Regions from separate parts of the Xenopus laevis genome. Here region 2 is linked to region 1. The links are chromatin contacts, called in public Hi-C maps. All regions are on one chromosome and are shown on one strand. Each heading gives the region's core, a stretch centred on a gene start, on an enhancer-like site or on the middle of the called end of the contact. The rest is flanking DNA. Distances are from core to core; before and after follow the strand shown. Region 1 holds the start of ghsr.L (growth hormone secretagogue receptor type 1). Region 2 overlaps fndc3b.L (fibronectin type III domain-containing protein 3B).

Region 1 (4,737 bases), core at 1,049-3,548:
TGGTGGGTTTGGGAAGAATATTTGCTGATGCTTTTTCTTAAGAAAATGTATGATTCCTTAGCAGATAAGGAGGTGAGAGGTCAAACAAAAGCAATAATGCTATTTGGCCTTCATTGGGGATAGCCAGATCAAATCATTTCCAAACACACATGCTGATTGCTCATATATGTACATTCACTTATGGTACCCAGATCTTCCATCTTAAACAGAAAAATGTCCATACACAAATTAATCTCCAATGCTAGTTCGCCTGTTTTATTTAAGCACACTGGGAAAAGTCTGGCTTCTTATTCTCTGTATAAACAAGTTACTGAGTGCTGCATAGGATTTTTTAAACAGTCTATGAAGCTGGCCTTACATGGGTGAATTTTTAGATACTGTAGATATGGCATTCATCCAATGGGGTTTCCAAGCTTTTCCAGTTGAATTTTAAGAAGTGGGCCAATTAAGACTTCAAATCCAGTCATAGTTATGCACAGACACCCACATGATCTGAATGACTCCCCACCCACTTTTGGAGAGCATGATTTGGTACTTCCCAAGTTTGCATCCATTAGAAAGCAATAATTGGCACTAAAGTATTTACTGCATTATTGATATTTAACTTTAATGCTGTTTTGATCACAAGTCCTTGTGTCTTTAAATTTATTAGAGAAAAACTTTCTTAATCCTATATCCTACAGCCACCAGTGTACAGTATATACCTTAGATTTAAAATGAAGCTGGGGAAAAAAAGCCATTTTATAATGCTGAATTGCCTGGATCTTTATTACAAGGGGTTCTCAATCAAGCTGCATTAGTGGTACAGATTCCCTGCTTAGCCAGCACAAACTTTCCATACCATAATATTTCCCCTTTGCAGGTAACATGTGGTTTATCTGGAAGTGCTATTCTAACTACACCCACCTGGTAAAAAATAAAAACCACTCCAGATATATTGTAATTCAGACTAATAAATGTACACTTGCAGTAAATATATGTCTGCGCCATTGCTATGATGTACAGTGCATATCTGAAAATGCCATAGCACAAGTCTCAGATACATTGATGATATGGCACATTAGCTGTTTCTAAGGTTGGGAGTTGTAGTTTGACAACACCAGCAGGTTGGGCATCCGTGATATATATCTAAAATTGGGGTGGGGACAGGGACAAATTTCCTCTCTGCTGAACTCTAAAACTGTCCCTTAATGTATAAAGACAGTGTTGATCTTGATCAGTGTTCCCAGTTAATAAATTTCCCCCTAGTTATTTTATTGGCACAACAGTAACACTATAACACACAATACCCCCAGCAGGTTTATTATTTGTGTGTTCTTTAAATGCTCTTTACCATGTTGCCGGCTCCCTGACATTGAAGCTCTCCCTTGTGCGATGCACTTTGGCACCTGTATATTGGTTTAACTCATGGCATTCATATAGAGAACAGCTGGCCCCCTGTGCAGCAAAGGATAGTCAGTTGCCCATTAAGTAAACATTTACATAATATTCTGGGATATGAACTGAGCCGTACAGCTGCTAGCGTAATTGAATGAGAGTGATAAACAAACTAATCTATTAGCTGAATGGCATGATTACTTCCAACGGGGGAATTTGGGTTAGTGTTCTATCTCTTTAGCCGTAGTTCTTATTCCATAACTTGTTTGTGATGCTTCTCAGCCTCTATGAGATACGTACTAGTGAAAGCCCCCAAAGACACCCACCAGCATGGAAATGATACATTTGAGCATCATGATTCAGTACTTTCCCAGATGTTCTGCCCCAGTCCCTGTGTAAGAGAGAAGCTCTGTGTCTGAAAGTGATTGCTTCTGCTCCAGCTTTCACTGTATCCTGACAGCAAACAGACTTAAAGATGCTTCAAGGGAGGGGACAGAGAAGAGGCGGGCTAGGGTCCCTTGGCTTCTTTCCACAAGCAAAGCTCTTGTGGTATAATGCACCCCTATGGAACAGGAGAAGGGGACTGCACACAGCACACTGCAGACATGGAGCAGCTCCCCCCTCATAAAGCCTGATTCCATCAGCTGGCAGCATATATGGTCAGTTACACAGTATTCTATACAGGAGACTGGCCAGGAATAGAAGGGTGGCCAGAGGATTTGTTCCTGTATGTGTACCAACTAAAGAACATCTTGTAAGACAGAAATGTTTTGCTTGCAAGGTGCTCCTGGGCTGTGGAATAAAAGGAAATGAAACCTTTTGTCCTGTGTAGGGAATGAGAGCCGTGGGATCAATGAGTGACTAGAGTTGCTGATATGTTTTCTGATACCATGGATTTGTTTTGTGGGAATCTATGAACTAAGAGCATGTCCCCTGATATATATTTTCAGAATCTGACTATGGATTACTATTACAGCAGCAACAACTATTCCTGGCCGGAAGATCCTGTTTTTCTGTTCCCTGTCCCGGTGTTGACTGGGATAACTGTCACATGTATTCTTCTTTTCATCATAGGAATATTTGGGAACGTGATGACTATGTTAGTGGTGTCCAAGTATAAGGATATGAGGACTACGACCAATCTCTATTTATCCAGTATGGCATTTTCGGATCTTCTCATTTTCCTCTGTATGCCTCTCGATCTCTACAGACTCTGGCAGTACAGACCATGGAATTTTGGGAGCACCCTCTGCAAACTCTTTCAGTTCGTCAGTGAGTGCTGCACTTACTCCACTATACTGAACATCACAGCTCTCAGTGTAGAACGTTATTTTGCTATCTGTTTTCCCTTGAAAGCTAAGGTAGTGATAACCAGAGGTAGAGTAAAGCTGGTCATCTCTGTCCTCTGGGCAGTGTCATTTGTCAGCGCGGGGCCAATCTTTGTCTTGGTTGGAGTTGAACATGAAAATGGAACAAACCCTCTGGACACAAACGAGTGCAAAGCAACAGAGTATGCCATAAAGTCAGGTCTCCTAACTATAATGGTCTGGACATCTAGTGTGTTCTTCTTCTTGCCTGTCTTCTGCCTCACCGTCCTCTACACTCTCATAGGCAGAAAGCTGTGGAGAAGAAAGAGAGAGAATATAGGTCCACACATCTCTATAAGGGACAAGCATAACAAACAGACTGTGAAAATGTTAGGTATGGATCTCTTTTGCATTCCATATACTGTATTTTGTGCTTACATTGCTGGCTACGTTCTCTGTCCAGGGTATGTCTTCACCCAGTACATTGCATTTCACAAATATTCTGTAATGTCTGCATGTGCTATCATCTTAAGGGAATTTTTGGCATGAGCATTTACACTATGCAAAGAGGCATATTGGGCAAACGTGTTTCATTCTTTCACCCCCTCCCTTGACTTGCAGACTCCCAGTTTTTCTTTTTCTCTGACTCCCTATGAATAGTGCCTAAAAAGGCATGATTTATAACTGTATATATTACTAGAAAACATGCATTCGCCTGTCCTTGCATCACCATTACTAGTAAGCAGTGTTAGCATATACATTATTGCTTCATTTTAACATCACTTTTTTATCTTAATGCAATAACAGAAACAAACAGGTGGAAAGGGAAACATATATTTCTGCACAAAAAAAATGGCACATCTTTATTAACACCATGTTAATTCTACAGAGGCTAGAAGAGGAGAATGGTTCAGAGAAGCACAAGCGTTGGAAAGGAGATTTTAACAGCGCAGTAAAGGTTAATCTCTGAAATCATTATAGTTCCCAAATACGTACTGGCACTTACATAAGCTCCTATGTTATTCTTAATAGAGTGACTAAAATATTGCTGTAAAGCATATAGGGATTTCCTTTAAATTCAGCTATTTACAAAATACATAGATGTGTATTGTTAATAAAACGGATCTTTCTTTGCTCTTGGAGCATGCAACTCAATTATGTGTAATACCTTGTGCAACACTCTAACAGTTAAATAGAGGACCATATAATGTTAGCCCTTCTAGCTGGTGGGAATAGCCAGAAGCTGATGAGAGATGTTGTGAAGTTAGTTTACAGCAAGTGGAGGAACTAGGTAGGTATATGGAAAACCAATATACTGTTTTTGGTATCAGTTACAGAGAAACTGCAGTCATGTTCTTTTCAAACACCCAATGAAAAGTCCAGAAGAAAATGGGGCAATTAGGTAGGTTAAAAAAAGACTCAAGAAAGTAACTGTCTAATAAAAAACTATTTTACTGTAGGTTGCCATAGGAACCAATGATTGTACCTAAGCAAGCTTTTATCCCTTTAACACACCATGGATTTCCACCAAACGTCAATAAGCCCCTCTCCTGCAGTGAGGGTTTCAGAAACATCACGACATTATGAATGCTATCCATTTATATTTGTGGGCAAAGAAGAGTAGAGCTGCTATGATTTCTGCCGTGCATTCTTAATAAGTCATTATCTGGTATATATAACGATGACCTTCCAGAGTGTGCAGGTTTCCTGGGTTATTGAGAAAATATATAGAAGCAATCTGAATCTGTGAATAGAACTCCAGTAGATCCATTACTAAACACCACGAATGATGAAAATATACATTCCGTATATCAGTGACATTGACCGTTAAATCACCATACCTTGATTATTATTCACTATGTCACCCTCAAGATGTTGAAGAACTAAAACCACATCATATCTTCATCTAGCTGGGAATGTGATGTAGTTCTGATGCAGCAAGGGCATCTTTGTTCCAATGTGGATACTGGTTTATATGCATTTTCCCCCAACAAACCTGCCCTGATAAGTAGCCTTACTTGATGAAGGTTCTATTTTCAAGTAAATGTGTACA
Region 2 (4,737 bases), core at 752-3,251, 94 kb after region 1:
CCTGAGACTTTTAATATAGCTCAAACTTTCTGCTGGTGGTAATTATTTGCTAGGATATTATGTGGACTTCATAATAGTAATTTTAGCACTATCAGAGCACTATAACTATAAGACATATAGAATAGCTTTTAGAATAGCGGGATTTCCCATATTAAAAAGTAACATGTATACAAATATGTCTGTGTATACTCTATATACAAGTAAACATTTTATACAAGTAAACATTTTCTAATTGGACCAGTGTTGTTAGTGGAGTACCATAGGGCTCAGTACTTGGTCCTTTGTTTTTCAACTTGTTTATTAATGACCTGAAGGCATTGAAAGTACTGTTTCTATTTTTGCAGATGATACTAAATTGTTCAGAACTATAGGTTCCATGCAGGATGCTGCCACTTTGCAGAGTGATTTGTCTAAACTGGAAAACTGGGCAGCAAACTGGAAAATGAGGTTCAATGTTGATAAATGCAAGGTTATGCACTTTGGCAAAAATAATATAAATGCAAGTTATACACTAAATGGCAGTGTGTTAGGCGTTTCCTTAACTGAGAGGGATCTTAGGGTTTTTGTCTAATTCTGGGCAGTTTCATACTGCGGCCACTAAAGCAAATAAAGTTCTGTCTTGCATAAAAAAGGGCATTAACTCAAGGGATGAAAACATAATTATGCCTCTTTATAGGTCCCTGGTAAGGCCTCATCTGGAGTATACAGTGCAGTTTTGGACTCCAGTCCTTAAGAGGGATATAAATGAGCTGGAGAGAGTGCAGAGACTAAGTGCAACTAAACTGGTTAGAGGGAAGGAAGACTTAGAATATGAGGGGAGACTGTCAAGGTTGGGGTTGTTTTCTCTGGAAAAAAGGCGCTTGTGAGGGGACATGATTACACTTTACAAGTACATTAGAGGACATTATAGACAAATAGCAGGGGACCTTTTTACCCATAAAGTGGATCACCGTACCAGAGGCCTCCCCTTCAGACTAGAAGAAAAGAACTTTCATTTGAAGCAGCGTAGGTGGTTCTTCACAGTGAGGACAGTGAGGTTGTGGAATGCACTGCCGGGTGATGATGTGATGGCTGATTCTGTTAATGCCTTTAAGAATGGCTTGGATGTTTTCTTGGACAGACATAATATCGAAGGCTATTGTGATATAAACTCTATAGTTAGTATAAATATGGGTATATTTAATTTTTTTGATGGTATGGAGGGGTGTGTGTATGGATGCTGGGTTTTTATTTGGAGGGGTTGGGTTTGATGGACTTTGTCTTTTTTCAACCCAATTTAACTATGTAATTTTGTAACTATGTACACATTGTTGCCTTTATATAGTAATCCCTATCTACATATAAAATAGAAGTACTCTGAATCCAGGACTCAATTTGGGATTTGAATGAATTGCAAGATTCAGATGATCAAATTCTCAGAGAAAAACACCCAACCCCATCAAGCCTTTTAAGGTGCTTAAAACATATTTTAACTTTGGTTTTTCAGAAATCTAGAAAAAATCCACCTCCTACATCTAAAAGGGAAGTTTCTGTCACTTCTAAAATGTTGGAAATTTTGCTGCATGAGGGGAATGGAAAAAATACATACAGCTTATTAATAGAGGGATTAATCCTTATACTTACAGCATTTTATTTATAAATACAAGGTAACTATAGATGCAAATAACGTTCTACCTCATTTGAGGGAACTGCACTTCTTCTGGTCAAACATAGCTTCCATTGTTTCAAAAATGTATTACATTTCTCTTATGAGATAAGCAATATGGCAACTTTTACAGCATGTATAAACTCAAACATGCAGTGACTGACAGTTTTGTATACTGAATGAGGAACCCCCATACTTCTATCTTATACATATGCTATATTTCCCTTCAAGTCTATACAAGACCCCCGTAGTCTATAAACATTTGTATAGTAAACAATTCACAGCTCCCTGCACAATAGAGACTACATTACAGCTACTCCATTGACTTCCGTAACACTAACTGCCCGGGAAGTAGCACAGGACAAATACAGCTGCTTTAGGTCTGCTCTGCTTTCTTCCTTGGACAGACAAAGAATGTCTTGTAGGGTTTAGGATTACAGAAACACTTTACTGCCCCCGATTTATTGGGCAAAGACCAGCTGCTGCACGATGCTGGGAAAAGCTCTGAAAGCTATCAATGTGATATAGAATCTTTCCTCACACTTACCATCAGTTTCTCTATCCCAGTAAGGACTTCATGAGACTTCTTTACATCCGATTCATACTCTGCAATGAAAATAAAACAAACAGCTTAAGTCTCCCTTTGCAGTCAGACTATTTAAAGAAAATATGTCCATATAAAGATCCCAAGTAATTGCGAGCTACTTTTCACACACAGTGGCTTCTATATGAGGTGGCTACATTAAATATTGTATAATAATAAACACATATACTTTACAGTGCTGCGAAATATGCTTGCGCTATATAAATAAATGTTAATAATAATATTATATACAGGTATTGTATCTGTTATCCGAAAACCCGTTATTCCGAAAGGCATCTCCTGTAAAGACAATTTAAAAAAAATACGAGTTTTTAAAAATGATTTCCTTTTTGTTTTTAATAATAAAACAGTATCTTGTACTTGATCCCAACTAAGACTTATTGGAAGCAAAACAATGCTATTGGGTTTATTTAATGGTTAAATAATTTTTGCTAGACTTAATGTATGGAGATCAAAATTACAGAAAGATCCTTTATTTGGAGACCCCCAGGTCCTGAGCATTCTGGATAATCGGTCCCATACCTGTATCTGAGTTAGAGTCCTGCAGCGGGTCGGGAACCCACGGGCTACCCGCAAAAACCCGCGGTACCCTGCGGGTTGCAGGTAGAAGTTTCGGGAGCGGGTATAGACGTGGGTCGTATGTGCAAGCAAGTAAGTATGTGGGTTGCGGGTCGGTTTTAACAAATTGGTTCCGCACAGGACTCTAATCCTATGAAACACTGGGAATCCAATAAGGTCCAGTAACTTCTATATACTGTACAAATTGTTAGATAGGGCACCTTTCTTAATACATAAGCCCTATCTACATCACCCAGTCTGAAACATAGGGGAGGAGAAGGACTTATGTTGGCACAGTGCATAGAAACGTATGATCAGATCAGACTTATTTTCTAAGTTGCAAAAGAAGCACAGTCCTACACTGGCTAGTGGCCATTTATTTCTTGAGTCATACTCAATGTACAAGAAATAAAGAAATTATGATTTCATAGGCAACCAGTGTTGGACTGGGGGTACCTCAAAAACTCCAAGACCCACCAGGATTTTTACCTTTGTCCCAATGTGCCAATCTGATCCTGTTTGTAACCTATATGAAGGGCACACATCAAACTGTCACTTTACCTTAACCACAAATACCATATTTATTCTTTGTATTCTACAGAATTTGCACAGATTCCAAAGCGGCTTAAGACATTGCTTATTCAAGGTAACTCACAAAACAATGTATATGGGTAAATAAAAGCCTAATTTGCCACTGTTTATCAACAACCAATTAGTCCTGACTGGTCTAGAAATGTTTGAAAACTGAGCCCATGAACCCTTTCAGATGGTAAACTATTTTGGGAAGGGTCCTATATTTTTTCTCTTGTATTGTTTATGATTCAAATGTAATCTGTATGGTCAATATACACGCCCATTTACTGTGCAGCACTGCAGGATATGTTGATGCTTTATAAATAATAACAAAAATAATAAAAAAAAGTATACTTATCCATAGCTTTTTAAATGAACTCATTGGGGTTGGAGGTCAAATTAGCACATGGCACAGAATAACTAAACTCTCTGGGCTGCACTTCTGGTGTCACACAATCACTAAAATGAAGAGCTTGCAGTCAGCTGATAAAAGGCCCCCACGGAGTATCTTCATTCTTTATATGTATTTTATAACAACAAAAATTATCATTTTAAGCAAAATTATAGGCCCCTATAAAAGCAGCAGCCAGTGAAAGCATCTGTATGTTAATGTATGATGAGGTCAAATTACACAGTACAGAAAAATTTTATTTTGGCAGGAAAAGAGGAGGGTGAGGACTTTTGAGAAAAATTCTTTATACAAAGGACTGATCATCTAGTTATGAAAATAACCCACTTGCCCAGCAGAGGGCACATGAGACCAGCAGCTCACAACTACATTGTGAAATTGTGTATTTTGATTAATTTAGCTTTTTATTCAGAAGTTCACCAGTTTCTCCAAATTAGCAACCATGCATTGATTTTAAGAAGAGAAAGGAATGTGAATAAGAGAGGGCCTGAATAGAAAGATGAGTTATAAAAAGTAACAATAGTAATACACATGTAGCCTTACAGAGACCCCCATTTGAAAGCTGGAAAGAGTCAGAAAAAAAATGCAAATAATTCAAAAACTGTGAAAAAAATGAAGGCCAATTGATAAGATGCTTAGAATTAGCTAGCCATTCTGTAACATAATAAAAGTTAACTTAAGGGCAGAGACACACGTGAAGATTCATGGGAGATCAGTCGCCTAGCGACAAATCGCCTCTTTTTCGTGTGACTAATCTCCCCAAACTGCCAGCTAGAATCTAAATCGCCAGCGGATGGCACTTAGTTTTCCAATGTCGCCTGAAGTTTCCTCTTGAGACAACTTCGAGCGACTTTGTAAAAAACAAAGCGCTCCGAGTGCCATCCCGCCAGTGATTTAGATTCTAGCCGGCAGGTTGGCAGTTCTGAAAGATTGGTCGCCTGAAAAAGA

The links. Hi-C and Micro-C count contacts between places; a contact is called where the count stands out from the background.
Region 2: a Hi-C map of the XTC cell line shows a contact between it and region 1, with 2.7 times the contacts expected there. The contact joins the enhancer-like site here to the promoter of ghsr.L in region 1. A contact is called at or near these places in 2 of 4 Hi-C or Micro-C datasets (the XL177 cell line and the XTC cell line).

The regions. Positions count from the first base shown.
Region 1 is chr5L:118,157,482-118,162,218 of Xenopus_laevis_v10.1, forward strand. ghsr.L (growth hormone secretagogue receptor type 1) reads left to right here and starts at 2,299. Exons shown (of 2, transcript XM_018263688.2): 1 at 2,299-3,078. The coding sequence starts at 2,304.
Region 2 is chr5L:118,252,005-118,256,741 of Xenopus_laevis_v10.1, forward strand. It overlaps fndc3b.L (fibronectin type III domain-containing protein 3B), which reads right to left. Exons shown (of 26, transcript XM_018263689.2): 7 at 2,193-2,251. Among protein-coding and RNA genes, the nearest start is that of ghsr.L, 95 kb to the left of the region's middle. Within about 2 kb of position 2,002, at least 3 of the 7 cell types and tissues checked have an H3K27ac peak or open chromatin away from gene starts, as enhancers often do.